Regions from separate parts of the Urocitellus parryii genome. Here all the other regions are linked to region 1. The links are chromatin contacts, called in public Hi-C maps. All regions are on one chromosome and are shown on one strand. The core of a region is the stretch at or near the end of the contact, and the rest is flanking DNA. Distances in the headings are between cores, read along the strand shown. Region 1 holds the start of Ppm1l (protein phosphatase, Mg2+/Mn2+ dependent 1L). Region 2 holds the start of Nmd3 (NMD3 ribosome export adaptor). Region 3 holds the start of Smc4 (structural maintenance of chromosomes 4).

Region 1 (5,110 bases), core at 667-3,166:
CAAAGCATTATCTCCACCTAATATGCAGGAAGTCTGGGTTTATTAATTAATTCATCAAATTGTGCCTTGCTAATTAACCTGCAGAGAGATCATTATAGTAACCTGTGTTTTCTACATAGTTATGGAGGAAACAGAGTGTGTGTCCTAAAGTCATCACTATAGGAATGTTACTGAATGTGCTTTTGGGTGTGTGGTTTTACTGCTACTTCAGGGCCTCATCTGACTTATAGTTCTGGAGTCTTTAACAGTTTATCTACAAATTGCTCTTGCCATAAAGTTTCATGTAATAATGCAATGAAAAGTAAATGGATAATTTACAGTAGTAAATAATGTAAACTTGTCTTCATAGTAATACTGACGAATAACATTTTTGTTCTTAAAGGATTTACAGTTTATTATCTGATTTGGGAATCTCTTGACTATTGAACAAAATGACCTAATTTATTTTAAACTGTTTTCTCTATCAATATTTTCTCAAAATATTGAAAAGTGTAAAGCAGAGCAGGAAACCATATCCTAGTTTTCAAACAGTATATTCAGTTTTCAACAGTATGTTATAGACTAATAACGGTTCTTCATATTTCCTTTCTTTTTTTGTATGTTTGTATTATTGGGATCATATCCTATGCACCATTTAAATGATTAAGTTTTATTTTTTTGTGATGGAAACCTGCCTTTTGTAGGAACTTTGGCAAAGTTGTGGAAAATAGACAAAAATCTAAAGCAGAAAATGAAAATCACATATTAATCTACTATTGTGGTTATCACTGTGAACATTTTGATGTATTTCCTTCAAGTGCTTTAAAATTTTAATTTTAAAAAATTGGGATACCATTTCCTGAGATCAGGCAGTTTATACTCTTCCAGTCCAGAGGACTGGATGAACCAGATCAGCACTCTTCTTCCTGGACAGGGGTAGTCAGAGTTGATATTTTCCTTTAAAGTTCACTTGTTTCCATATTCTAAGTTGACAAGTACACTGTGCTTTTCTTGTGCAGATTTTCATCTTCAAGGCCCACCGACACCTGCCCAAATTTCAGGTTATACTTGATGGTTTCTGTAAACCTGTACTTTTCTCTGCAGCCCTCGCTCGTCGCCTTCTCTTGCTATGGTTGAGAGGCGGCAGGAGGCTGCTACTTGGGAGTTTCAAATCCACTTTTAAACTAGAAAGGCAGTCAGAGCGCTCGCTCCGCTGTGTGGTCAGGAGCGCTTCAGGGTCCTATTCGGGAGCTCAGCGTCGCTTGTGGAAGGACTGTGACCAGGGAAGGCCTTGGTGGCGGGGCCTCCTTGCTCCAGGGACAAAGGCTATTTGAGAGAGGCCAGCCTTTTCTCGCCTCCCGAGGTTGTCATCAGAACGCGCTTGCATGGGACTTCAAGTCCCCTATTCTACAGATCTTAGGTGGGAGAAAGTTGCCACGTCCCAAGGCGTTCTCAGCGTCTCAGGAGATCCCGGCAGGCCTTTGTTGCGGATTGTTTAGGCGGCTGCAAACGGTACGTTTCTCTCGGTCTCGCTTTTGTGAGTCGGGATAAGTGCGTCCCTTCTCGCTTGCCTTATGTCAGGCGAGGCGAAGAGCGTACTATTTTCCAGTCTGCCGGAGGGGGGACACTCACGTGCGACTCTCTGTTTCCCGGAGAGCAGCAGTGGCTTCCACAAAACTAACGCTCGATCTACTAGGAGGAGATTATATTGTTCCGGGAGCCTGCACAAAGGCAGGAACTACCGTCTTCAAGAACTAGACAATGGACGCGCTCCTTCACTCCCCCTCGGTTCGCTTGAATTGGCCCGGTCTGCCCGCGTTAGCCTGCCGCCACAAAGCTTCCTCAGCCTCTGACAGCTCGTTGGGGAGTACCTCACTGTCTCAAATCCTAGCTCAAGGGGCGGGACGAACGCGCGCGGGGCGGGGCTAGCGCAAGACTGAGTGCTAGCCAGGGGCGCGCGAGCAAAGCCGAAAGGAGCCGAGCCGAGCCGAGCCGAGCCGCGAGGTGCCGGGGAGAGGCAGGCTGAGCCGGGCCGGCCGCCTGCGGCTCAGTGCGGATTGTGCGGTGTAGCCGGGCTCTGCGTCTACCAGCCTCAGCCCAGGCTCCTGCAAAACTTTTATTCTCTTGGGCCCCCCGGGGTGTGTGAAGGCGTCGGAACGTTCAGCTGTCTCCGCGCCCTCTGCAGCAGCGACTGAGGGGACCTGCATCCTTTGCCCGCCGGGCTCTCGTGCCCTCAGCCTCCTCACCTGCCGATCGCTCCCCGGAGCCGCGAGGGGGCACCCCCGGAGGGATCGCGCGGGCCCGGTCGCCCCGAACTCCCTCTTGCCGCGGCAGACCCGCCCGGCGCAACTTTAACTTGGTTCCTCGCGCCCAGCCCCGGCACCCGAGGCTGCCGCCGCCGCCGCCGCCACCACCACCACCACCACCGCCCCCGCCGCCGCCGCCGCGGCTGCCGCCGTTTCACAAAGGGCGCAGGAGGGGAAGCGGCACTGGCGGCAGGCACCGGCCTCCGGGCCGCCGAGGCAGGGAGACAAAAGGGAAACTGCCTCTGCTTGCGGCGCGGGTTTGGAACCACCAGCTCATCTGCCTCTTGCTCGGCTCCGTGCGCTTCTTCCCCCTACCCTAGGCTACTGCTCCGCCTCCCTCCAGGCGGGCTGTCCCCGCAGTGCTTCAGACCCGGCGAGCCTTCGGGGCGCGCGTCGCTGCTGGTGGTTGGGGCTCTAGTGATAATAAATGATAGAGGATACGATGACTTTGCTGTCTCTGCTGGGTCGCATCATGCGCTACTTCTTGCTTAGACCCGAGACGCTTTTCCTGCTGTGCATCAGCTTAGCGCTCTGGAGTTACTTCTTCCACACAGACGAAGTAAAGACCATCGTCAAGTCCAGCCGGGACGCGGTGAAGATGGTGAAGGGCAAGGTGGCTGAAATTATGCAGAACGATCGACTTGGAGGGCTTGACGTGCTGGAGGCCGAGTTTTCTAAGACCTGGGAGTTCAAGAGCCATAACGTGGCGGTGTATTCCATCCAGGGCCGAAGAGACCACATGGAGGACCGCTTCGAAGTTCTTACCGACCTGGCCAACAAAACGCACCCGTCCATCTTTGGGATCTTCGATGGGCACGGCGGCGAGGTAGGAGTTCCACTGGGTGCGCTCTCCACCCCCCCCACCCGTGTGTGTGAGTGTGTGTGTGTGTGTGTGTGTGTGTGTGTGTGTGTAAACAACAGGATGTCGCATGTGCGACGGGGTAGGACTTGGGTGAGAGGGGCGTGGTGTCTGGACAGATGTGGCTCAAGTTGCCCCAAACACTGCTGTATGGGGACCTTGGAGCCGAGCGACCTGTTTAGCAGAGAGTCATTCACCACGTATTTCGTGCTGTTTTAATATGAGGACTCCAAAGCCAAATGACCGTGCTAGTTTTTCGGGAAGAATTAATGGTATTTCCAGTGAACTTTTGTCCCGGGCCTCAGAGCCCCTGTTCCAGAGTTTGAGGATGCATTACCACAAAGAAGGAAGACAGTATCTTTGATGTATTCTTAGAGAAATGGACAAAATCTGGAAGGTAGAGAGTTGGTCGAGGGTGAAGGAAACCGTGACTCTTTCCCTTTGCCTTCACTCTAGGGAGGAACTAGAGTGGCTCTGCTCTTCCTCCCAAGGCCATCAACTTTGCAAGTTCAACAGAGAGCACCTCGCTGGCCCAAGGTTTTTTTTTTTTTTTTTTAAAGCTAGATCGCCTCATGGGACCGTGATGCCCCCCGCCTATGCAGAGATACCCGTGCCCAAAGAGCTGCCTGTTCCCTGACCTCACCCCTGTGTCCTAGTCAACATGGGGGTGCAGATGTCCCCTTGCTTGTAAACACCTTTGTTTGGAGGTTCATTTGGGAGCAGGAAATGGGGCTAAAGGCCAGCTTAAGTCTCTCTCACTTTTCTGCTGCATCTGGGTGGTTTGCTGGGACTTAGTTTACTGAGTGTTGGTTCCTGTCCTTGGCTTGGACCTGGGCTAAGTCTGACAAATGTGGCTCCAGTGTCCTGCTCCAAAAAAAAACAAAAACAAAACAACAAAAAAAAAACACATCAGGCCAGTCACCCCATCTTTCTTTGGACAGTTTGTAAAGTTTCATTGCTTAATACCCCTTTCCCTTTGGCAGCATACTTTCTTACTCTTCTTTTCCTTTCTTTTTCTTTTTCCCCCCATTATTCTTCTTCACTCCCACCTGATTCCCCTTCTTTGCTCTCTGATTGTTGTGTGGGTTGTAGGGAACTGTAGGGACTGTCATTCTCTTTCAGGCATTTGCTTGTTCTTTAGCCTTGATTTTGGGTAAACATTGAAAAAAACTTTCAATTGGTTATCTTATCTGCATTCTCCACCCACCATCTGCAAATCTTTCCCTGGTTCTGTTCTACTTGCCCTGTAGAACCCACTTTGCCAAGAATGAAAAAAACAATTAGAAAACTTTCTTGATAGAACTGAAATCAGTTTTTGCTATTTTCCATTCACCTTAGTCTTTTTTATTGTCTATCTTAAAAATGAAATTTTCTTACTAATAGTAATTTTGTAGCCTTTTGTCTGATGTGGGTTTTCACTCTCCTTGACCACAGCCTAGATGAAAGATGTGAAGTTAATTGGGAAGAGACACTGCATACTTGGGCAAAAACATAGCTGAATGATAAGGTTGCCAGTATAAGGACTGATTTGTCTTCTTGAGTCAGAATGTCTGTATTTTCATTTTATGTCCCTAGACTCAGGAGGGGAGAAGGAAATTATTATTCTATCATTTGTAAATCATTTAGTAAACATACTTTATCCTATATTAAAATTCTTGTCTAATGATAATCTGATTTTGGTCTTAGCACAATTTTACTTTTAATTAAAAGGTTTTGATATAATAGTAATGTTGTAAAACTTTGGGTTGTGGTGGTCTAGATGTGATATATTGGCATGTTTTGAGCCTGTGTGTATAAGTGATTGGGTGATTACAGTTTTTTTTCTTCTAAATTCATTTTCTAAAACATGAAAGTTGAAGACCCAAGCAGGTTTCAGGTTGAAAGTTTCCAGTACTATCTTGTTTTATATGTACTTGGCTTTTTCATTAAATTTTTAATATTAAATGAAAATATGGTCATTTTTAGC
Region 2 (5,110 bases), core at 901-3,400, 440 kb after region 1:
GTTCTGGCAGTAAATAAGTAAGTTCTAAGGACAGTGAGAATTCACTTTATTAAGAATTAACCTAGAAAGCAGCATTAATACCTTTGTGAGGACAGAACCTTCATGATCCAAATTCCTTCCAAAATTCCTACCACCTCTCAACACTCTTAAACAGGGAAAAAATTTTCAACATGAGTTTTGGAGGGGACAAACTATATCCAAACCATATCATATTGTCTTGTGGAGACATAATGATTTCTCAAGATATGTGTTTGTATTTACTTCAATAAGGCGGAAACACAACCTATCTAGCTATATTTCTAGTGATGTTTGGTTGAAGGTACAGTCAGTGCGAATAGGAAAACTGGGGAGAATAACAGTCCCTTCAGAGTTGCTATGAGTTTCAAACAGATAACTTAATTTGCCAACAAATATCAATGATTTGTTTTGTTCCATGAATTCTGCTAGACACAGGGCACATTTAGAAGAACAAGTCACAAAAATTTTCAAAGTAACTTGAAATTGCAGAACATGCAGAGCAGAAAATTTATTATACAATTCAAAGCACTAGCATGTAGGCATACACCTTGCATAAAATGTGTTACAATAGAACCACATGTAAAGGAGCACATAACTCCTCTGGTTCTTAGGGAAAGAGGGAATCAAGAGCAGGGGATGTGTGGCAAACAGAATAATGGTTCACCAAAGATATCATGTCCTAATTTTGGAAATTTGTGGTTGTATTACCTCACATGGCAAAAAGGTCTTTGCAGATATGATTAAACTACAGATCTTAATATGGGGTGATTATTCTGGATTATCTGGTTAGGAGACAGGGGGTCAGAGAAAGAGTTGGAAGAGCAAAATGACAAAGCTGGGGCATGTGGGCAGCTTCTAGAAGCCAGAAAAGGAAAGGGAATGGGTTCTTTCCTAGGTCCTCTGGAAGGAATGCAGCTTTGTCAATCCATTTTAGACTTGTGACAAACAGCACCCTGAGATATTAAATATGTGTTTCTTAAGCCAGCTAAATTTATGGTAATCTCTTGAAACAGTCACAGGAACTAGTACTGTTTTAATGTTTAAGGCAGTGTGTTCCATGCATAAGCAAAGGTAGACTATTTCCCACAAGGACCTGCCAGGAGGCTGTGTACTTGGGTATGTGGCATGATATTTAGAGATCAGATTGTGAAGGGTCTTCTTCTGTGCAAAGAAACTGGAAGTAATCCTGAAGGTGATCAGAGACCTCTGAAGGGTTAAAAAAGCAAGGGAGTGTGGCAAAATTAGAATTGCCTTTTAGAAGGGTGGGTCAGAGTCTTCAAGTAGGGAGAGCAGGTGGGAAATAAACTTAAATACCCTAGACAAGAAATGGTATGTAGCTCTCATTGCTCACTGTCTATAAAGGGACCTTGCTTATTTCTTGAAATCTGGGGTGAGAAAACTTAGGAAAAAAAATGGTTGTGCTCTTTAAATGTTTGAAGTACTGTCATGAGAAAGAGCAACTAGACATGGCCTATTTTGATTAAAGATCAAGGGATAAAGTCATAAGGAAATATTTATACACTATCAGGAAGCATATTCTAATAATTAGTCTAAAAATAGAGTTCACAGCTAATTATGCCTTACATTCCGTTCTTTCAACCATTCAACAAATAATCATTTGAACGGTTAGGATGTGGCAGGTATTAGGCATATGATAGTGACTAAAACAAAGGCACTGCCCTAATGGTGTTTTAACTTCCCTGTGTAATGTTGCACTGCTGACAAATAACATTCATATAAGTCAAGAAGCAAACTCCCAGTAGAGATATTGGAAAAGAGATTGATACACGGGCGAAGCTGACTTGGAATGAACTCTGACCATGGAAATTCAGGAAGAAAGATAACTCAAAAGCAAGAACTATAGACTAAGGAGAAGAAAGAGAGACCTTTCTAAGCAACCCCGCCCCTCCCCCGCCCCTCCCCCCGCCCCTCCCCCGCCCCTCCCCCGCCCCTCCCCCGCCCCTCCCCCCGCCCCTCTCCCCGCCCCTCCCCCGCCCCTCTCCCCGCCCCTCTCCCCGCCCCTCTCCCCGCCCACTTGTGCTCTTTCTCCTCCCCCCCACCTGTGCTCTTTCTCCTCCCCCCCCGCCCACTTGTGCCCTTTCTCCTCCCCATTGCTCCTTTAGCACGTGTCCCTCAGCTCGCGGGATTTCGAGCCTTTCTCGCGAGATTTTCGCCCTAGCCGGTCCGACTGTGGTGGCAACTGACAGTGCGGTAAGCGTTGGTTTTGTTGCTGATTTTTCCATAAATTTAGGCTAGTCCGGGAGACGTTAACTAGGTTCCAGGGGCTGAGACGCGGGGTGCAGGCGCCAGCAGGGTGCCTGAGGAGGGAGCGGGGCCAGGCGCTGGGTTCCGGCCGGCTCAGGCCGCGTGCGTGCAGCGTGTTCGCCGCCGGCGGGGTTCCAGTCCGGGCTTGGAGTTGGGGTCCAGGTGGGTGATCACAGCCGCCGTGATGACTCCTGGGGACTTTGGTAGCGCGGGTCGGAGGTGGGGGCGCTCTGTGAGTGCTGCGGTCCTGTGGAGTTGGGCAGAGCCCTGGTGTCCGCTGACCGTGCAGACCTCGGCGTGGGTCCGCCCAGATGGCCCTCCCAGGCTAGGCCTGAGGTCCGCGGCAGCTGGGTTGCGGAGCATGTCTTGCAGATGGGAGACTCCAGAGATGCGTAGGTCTTAAGTCTAGAAAGTTGCTTCTGAAGTTGCCAAGAAGAGTTGGTTTTCTTCCTGTCCTGCTTTGTGCGAAGCTCCGTTGCCTATTCAGAGAGGCAGAAGGAAAAATAAAGAGGGGGGCGGGTAGGTGAATGATTTACAGCCTCCATTTATTTTTTAAATTAAGGTGTACAGAACAATGGAGTATATGACAGAATCCACCGACCGCAGCCCTGGACACATGTGAGTTGTGACACTTTATCCCTTTTCAATTTTAAAATCTTACAGTGAGTTCATGAAACGTACTGTCATAACAGGGGAAAACTTTTGGTGGTAGTGGTAAGAGAGTTTTTTAAAATCATAAATGGGAAAAATGAAAGTCTTATTTCTGCAGAAAATCGAATTCATGTTTAGTTCTAATATTTGTTCCAGTAAATACATGCTTAAGGTTACAATAAGGGCTGGGTATATAGCTCAGTTGGAAAAGTGCTTGCCTAGCATGCACAAAGCCTTGAATTTAATCCTCTGCACCACACAAATAAAAAAAAAAAAGGTTAAAATATTCCCTATGCATTCTGTAGATGACATTGTCCAATATGTAGCCACTAACCATGTGTGTCTATTTAAATTTAATTTGAATAAAGTTGAATGCTCAATTGCTCTGTCATACTAGCTACATTTCAGATGGTCAGTAGCCAGCATTGGAAGAGTATCAAATTTTCTTTTGGAGAATATTGATCTGTATCAATGATTCTAAAACTTTCTGCTCCCAATTTACTTTAGAATCATGAAAATCCCATCACTTATAATGGATCACTACATTGATAAACTTCGTATCCTATTTTAAAAACAAGTTTTCCTCTGGGTAGGTGTGTGTGTTTTGTGAATTGCTTTTGGAGTATATTGCTGTCTAATGGCACTGCCTATTGGCATATCCATTGTCCTTCAAAACTTTTAAGATACACATTCTTTATTTTTATTTTGTGTGTGTGTGTGTGTGTGTATGTGTGTGAGTGATCCCTCCCCAAAAGCTATGAGGTCCTTTGTAGGTCCTACTATTACATTTGCAATAGTGCAATTTATTGTGTTTTTATTGGTAAAAATTAATGTGCATGTTTGTGTCTATAGAAAATGTTTGGAAGGATATATGTAAATGGTAAATTATGGGTGGTCTTGGTTGGGTATGGTAAAGAGAACTTTTTTTTTGCATTTTTAATATTTAAGTATTTGAAATTGAGATTAGTGCAAATTTTGTATTTTCTATCAATGTGTCTCTATTCACTTTAATGAGGCATAGTAACATTTATTTTTAATAGGAAAAGTTTATTCATATCTTTCCTGGCTATTTAAATGTGAATTTAAATCAAAAGAATTTAATTCCTGGTGACTGCACTAGTCACTGCAGGTGACTCACTTGCCATGTGTGGCTTATGGCTATCATTGAACTGAACAGAAATAGAATATTTCTATCTTTATATGAAGTTTTGTTGGACAGTGTTCACTCTCTAGAACCTTAGGACATCTGCTGTATTTTAAGAATTATAGCCATCCTTGATTTTTTTTACTCCTTTGTTTCAATGGCACTAGGCCATTTATCTTATGTATCTTTTCTTATTTATTTATTTATTTTAATTATGTATAGCAGAATGCATTTTGATTCATAGTATACAATTGCAGCATAACTTTACATTTCTCTGGTTGTACTATCTACCCTATCTTTGAAGATTGCTGTTTCTATGTAATGTTTTCATAAAAGGGCATTAATATGGCCTAACTTCAAATCTTTTGTTTGGTAACTTTTTTATAACTAGTATGTTTAAAAATAAATTTGAAAAATTTATCACTTATTTTTTCAAGCTTGTGCTGTGAGTGTGGTGTCCCGATTAGTCCAAATCCTGCCAATATTTGTGTGGCCTGTTTGCGAAGTAAAGTAGACATCAGTCAAGGTATCCCGAAACAGGTCTCAATTTCTTTCTGCAAACAATGTCAAAGGTACAGTGCATTACTATTTTACTTTACTTAAAGTTGGAATTTATATAGAGACCCATTGAGATATGCTGAGATTATACCAAAATACACAGAATAAAGCATACACAATTTAGGTTTAATTTTTACTTTAGAATTTGTGTTTTATGGTATAATTTTTAGTTTGCTCTACTAATCTGGTAAGGTGTAAAGGTATTTGAATCTGTTCTTTTTCTGTTCAAGAATTTAGTAGATTTGATGCATATAATTGGTAAATAAGAGTTGGTGTCTGTAAGGGTGAGAACAGATTATTAAAGATATGTTACCTTTATGTCCTTGAGGTTGTTTCTTTAGGAGCTATGTATGATTAAAAAAAAGCACTTCATGTTTTAACTAATGTAGCAATGTGTTTTAATTAAATTGACTATAATTGTTGGAAAAGCTCAGTAAATCATCTGAAATGGTCTAAAATAAAAACTGAATTTGA
Region 3 (5,110 bases), core at 1,036-3,535, 390 kb before region 1:
TGGAACAGTATTCTCTATTTATATACTATATACATAAATTCATATTTTGATTTATTAGTATCTAACCTATTGAAATACTTAGTTACAATCTATTTAAACATTTACTCATAAATCTAATTTCACAATTTCTGCAACCTTTTTAGAAGGTAGACAAAATATTTATTATTATAATGATAACAAAAATGTGCACTTAAAGATATAGTACTGAGTCAATACTGGGCACCGGTGGTGCATGCCTGTAATCCCAGTGGCTCAGGAGGCTGAGGCAGGAGGTTTGAGTACAAAGCCAAACTCAGCAAAAGCAAAGCGCTAAGCAACTCAGGAGATTCTTTCTCTAAATAAATACAAAATAGGGCTAGGGATGTGGCTTAGTGGTCGAGAGCCCCTGATTTCAATCCCCGGTAGTAGTGGTAGTAGTAGTAGTAGTAGTAGTAGTAGTAGTAGTAATAGTAATAATAATAATTATTATTATTACTGTCATTAATAATAATAATTATTATTACTGTCAATGTTTATTCGGAGACCCCAGTCTCCCAAATCCACCAAAATTCTTACACTTGGGGGTAGTGTCCTCTCAGCTCTTTTCTGATAATTAACTGAATCTAACTTTATGCTTCTCAGTGCAAGAACCATAATATATTAAGATCAACAAAGTAAATTCATTCATAAAGATTTTTGCTGCTTTAACATGCTAGGTCCTAAGCATGCAACAGTTTTGTTTTGTTTTGTTTTTAAGGATGCTAGCAACTCAACCTAAGAGTTGCTGAATAAAAAGCTTACTAACGGGAATCAAATCAACTAGTGGTTCTTTAACACTGTAGGAGATTTAGGATCAAGTTTAAGAATCTGATGAAAATTGTAGGAAAAATTAACTCTCCAGAAAAATGCGCACAGAGAGTTTTGTACACAATTTGAGGGGAAATTATGAACTCTAAAAACCAATCACTAGCATATCCACAGAGTTAAAGAGCCACTAACAGCCAGACTGCAGTGCCACAGGCCTGTTAATTCCAGCAACTCGGGAGGCTGAGTGAGGCAGGAGGATCGCAAGTTGAAGACCAGCCTTCTCAACTTAAAGGGGACCTAAGCAACTTGATGAGCACTATCTCAAAAAAAAAAAAAAAAAATCGTGGGGCTGGGATTGTAGCTCGGTAGTTAAGCGTCCCTGGGCTCCATCCCTAGTAGCTTGGGGGGCGGGGGGGGGGGTCCGAGCCGGGGATGCGGAACGCGGGGAAGCCACCAACAAAACCAAGTTCTCTGGGAACAGGAATTGTCATACTTGTTTAATGATCCTGATTATGCCTTGCACAATTCAATGTATACAAAAGTTACTTAAGAAATATTTGATGATTGGTAATTCCTTCATGAAGATATGATGAAGATGACCACCGCAAACCGTTTCTTCCATTATGAGCCCTTCAAACAAATGATTTTTAAAAGTCCAAAACCCACCTTTACTAAATAACTCGAAAACCATTATTTTGCTATTCACATGTGGACTACCCGACCATTCATTCACTAGTCCAGGTCATCTCTTATAGTTGCCTTCCCTCTACTCTCTTTAAACTCAAGGATTCCTTTTTGATATCCAAAAAAAGCCCAGCCAAGAGCCCCACAGCCCCTGCCCCCCAGGGAGACAAAATAACAGATGCACAACGAACCACACACCCGCAAGGCGAGGGACGGCAGGTTCCAGGGACGGCTACGATTTCCAAACCCTTTCTTAAAAACGTCAGAAGGTGAGGACATTTACCTCAAAATCCAAGAAAGCAGCGGTTACTGCTCCTACAGCTGTGGGGCCAGTAATAGAGAAGATTCCCAACCTTTCCGTCACCATAGCGACTTCTAAGCTCTAGATTTTCTCCCTCTTCACGCGATACTTCCCAGAGGCGCGTCATCCGACCGGGTCCGAGACCCCACCCCTAAGTGAGCCCGCCCTCTCGCTAAGGGGCCTTATTGGACTACCGAGTACGGCCTCTAACTGCGGGAGGGGCCTTCTCTATGTTTTTTTCTCTTTTTTAAAATTCACCAGGTTGTGTTTTCAAATGCTAATTTCAATAACAGTGTTCCTGGTATAAACCACAGGGAACACATTTCCTCGTTTTTCCTTTCCACCGAGAAACCTCCCCCGGGAGTTGGGGCGCTTTACGAGTTCGCGCATGCGCGTGAAGGGGCAAAAGATGGCGGTGATAATCGCCGCACTTTTTTTTTAAATTAGTGGATCCCAGAAATCATTGCGCGCATTTGTAACGAATTTCCGTTCGAGTTTGTATTTTAGGCGCCATTTTCGAGTGAAGGACCTGGAGCCGAAGCACCGGTAGGAGCAAGGGGGAGTGGGCCTTTATAGCCGTTTCCAGCCCTGGTTGAGTGGACTGTCCCGCAGGTAACGTACTTCTTTTCCTGATACGGTTGTCACACTCCTACTTTCTGCCCTGTCCACCAGCGCCTGGAAGTTAGAGGCCTTGAACTAGAGCAGCGAAGTACGGGGTGAGGAGGCTGCTACTGGGAGATTCTCTCACTGTCACCCCTCCCCCCCTCCGGCCGCTCCCTGCGGCTGGGGCTCTCGCGCGCTTCTCCCTGGCGCCACTTCTCTTAGCTACGTACAGCGTCTTTTAGGGTGGCTCCAAGTCTCTCGAATCTCTTCTCAGAAATCCTAGTCTCAGAACTGGCGTCTCCTCTGACCCCCACCTCGCGTCTCCCAAGGGACTAGTCACCGGGTCTGACCCTTTACTGGACTTACTACAGCCTAACGGGACTCCACCCCGGACCCCAGAGAGACAAACCCCAGTTACCGCAAAATTATTGTCCCCGACCAAGCCCTGCCGGCGTCCAATTTGGAAGGGTCGTTGCCAGCTTCGGCCATACTTCCCGGTGGTACTGGGGAAGAGACCTCGAATCGCCCGGGCGCTCTAGACGCCTAGAGCTAAATGGCGGGGAGAGGAAAGCGGGCGGGGTCTTTACTTTGGAAAGGGTTGATGGCCATTCAAACCTGAAGCTCACAGCAACTCCTCTAAAAAGTCGGTGCGCTTGCATCCCTAGTCCGAATAGCGTGGGAATGTCAACAAATGTCCGCTATGGGAGACGCTTCGTTTAGAAATAGTCTTGAGTATATTCTTACATTGTGAGTGGACGGGTGGAAGGCCTTAAAAAGCAAAAAGAACCTTAGCAGTTTGCTAGATCGTTGATTTCCAGGCACGCCTAGGGTTTCCCACCTACATGGGTCTTGTTAAGAAACCCATCCCGCCTTCTTGGCATTCGGGGCTTTCTTGTCGCCCTCTTCTTGAGGATTCGTCGCCTCTGAGCCGGATTTTAAAGTGCGACTCTCTCGGAAACGGGTGGGGTGGGTAGTAATCTGGATGGGTTTTGAGAGCTGACTTGCTCCGGCTCTTCCCCGACCCCAGCGATCATGCCCCGTAAAGGCAACCAGCCTTCCACCGCCCGCCGTAAAGAGGAAGGGCCGCCGCCGTCCCCGGACGGCACCGGCAGCGACGCGGAACCTGAGCCTCCGACCGGCCGGACCGAGAACCAAGCTGAACCCGCAGGTGAGCTAGTGACCCGCCGCGACTCGGTAGGAGCGCGCTCCTGGGCGCCAGAGCATGTCGGTGCCCAACCCGAAACAAGCTGTGGTTGTGGCACTCGGGCAAAAGGCTGGGGTTGAGGTCTGAAGACCCGTTCATTCCCTTAGAGTAGCTCTAGAAAGCCTTTCCGCGATTCAGGGCTCCCGTGCAATTTCCGCGTAACGGTGCTGGAGGGGGTGGGGGTGAGCAAACGGATTCAGTTGTGAATTTCTGTTTGTGGCATTTTGGAATTTATATTTCCGCTGAAATCGGCATGGTCAGCCAAGAGTTAGTGAGGTTTATTTTCCCCCCCCCCAGGCAGAATCAATATGACTGAACATGATTAAAAGTTGCATGACCCTAACCTCACCTCCGTGGTCTTAGATTGTCTTTAAAGGGAAGATGATGACTTACTTGAACCTATTGTAACTTTTTGAGTCCAGGATTTAGGTGATTTATGAAACCCATTTGACACTGGCGCTGAAGCTAGTGAATTTTTCAGGTATTCAAAGAAACGGGGAGTTAAGTCTAGAGCCTTAGAGTTTCAGCTTCTGTTCAGAGAAACCGGGAGTCAGTTTGTGTGGTTTTCCCAGATTTGTTTTATGATGTGTTTTGACTTCTAAGAAGTATACTGTAGTTCTATAGAATTTTAGGACTGGTAGCATTTCTTCCAAGAGTTTGTTGTTTTTTAATTAAACCAAGCTAAAGGATTTTAAATATTAGCCGGCAGTAGTCCTCCGAACTAATAGTATTAATGTAGGCGTTTTTTCCTCCTTTCTTGCCTTTGATTGACTCAGAGACTCCAGGTGAGGAACTTGATAACAGAAGTTTGGAAGAGATTTTGAACAGTATTCCTCCACCCCCACCTCCAGCAATGACCAATGAAGCTGGAGCTCCTAGGCTTATGATAACTCATATTGTAAACCAGAACTTCAAGTCTTATGCTGGGGAAAAAATTCTGGGACCTTTCCATAAGGTATTTGCCTACTTCAAGAAACTATTGTAAAGGAATATAGGATGTTTCAGTTTTCTAACTATTCTCTCTCTCATACACGGTGTGTTGTTTCCTTTGATTTTAACAAATGAAATTGGCTTTTCTTTATTATCTTTTGTACCTCTTTACTATAAAGATCTCCTCAAAGGAAATCCATGTTTTTTAAAGGGAAATATTTTCCTTTTATTGGAATGAGTTTTGTGAAAAGTGAAATAGAATTATAACATTTTTATTAAGATGTTGAACTTATGATACAGAACTCGAGTTGTATATCTTCTAATAAAGAAAAGTCCTTGTAGCTTTTAGTGTGAATTTAAAAAGCAGGCAGTTTAAATTTAGTCAGTAGTACTGGTGTAATCTTTTAAACTTTGAAAAAAAAATCTGGTTTTTTGTTTGTTTTTAATGCAGCGTTTTTCCTGTATTATTGGGCCGAATGGCAGTGGCAAATCCAATGTTATTGATTCTATGCTTTTTGTGTTTGGCTATCGAGCACAAAAAATAAGGTCTAAAAAACTGTCGGTACTAATACATAATTCTGATGAACACAAGGATATTCAGA

What was found. A called contact is a pair of places that touch in the nucleus more often than the background predicts.
Region 2: a contact with region 1 is called in a Hi-C map of muscle, with 2.5 times the contacts expected there. The contact joins the promoter of Nmd3 here to the promoter of Ppm1l in region 1. A contact is called at or near these places in 2 of 2 Hi-C or Micro-C datasets (liver and muscle).
Region 3: a contact with region 1 is called in a Hi-C map of liver, with 8 times the contacts expected there. The contact joins the promoter of Smc4 here to the promoter of Ppm1l in region 1. A contact is called at or near these places in 2 of 2 Hi-C or Micro-C datasets (liver and muscle).

What each region holds. Positions count from the first base shown.
Region 1 is chr2:121,829,136-121,834,245 of mUroPar1.hap1, forward strand. It overlaps Ppm1l (protein phosphatase, Mg2+/Mn2+ dependent 1L), which reads left to right and starts at 1,917. Exons shown (of 4, transcript XM_026412088.2): 1 at 1,917-3,111. The coding sequence starts at 2,713.
Region 2 is chr2:122,270,079-122,275,188 of mUroPar1.hap1, forward strand. Nmd3 (NMD3 ribosome export adaptor) reads left to right here and starts at 2,151. Exons shown (of 16, transcript XM_026410013.2): 1 at 2,151-2,229; 2 at 2,846-2,901; 3 at 4,516-4,650. The coding sequence starts at 2,858.
Region 3 is chr2:121,442,822-121,447,931 of mUroPar1.hap1, forward strand. Smc4 (structural maintenance of chromosomes 4) reads left to right here and starts at 2,286. Exons shown (of 24, transcript XM_026412087.2): 1 at 2,286-2,383; 2 at 3,402-3,542; 3 at 4,355-4,533; 4 at 4,960-5,110. The coding sequence starts at 3,407. It overlaps Ift80 (intraflagellar transport 80), which reads right to left and starts at 1,845. Exons shown (of 20, transcript XM_077793983.1): 1 at 1,754-1,845.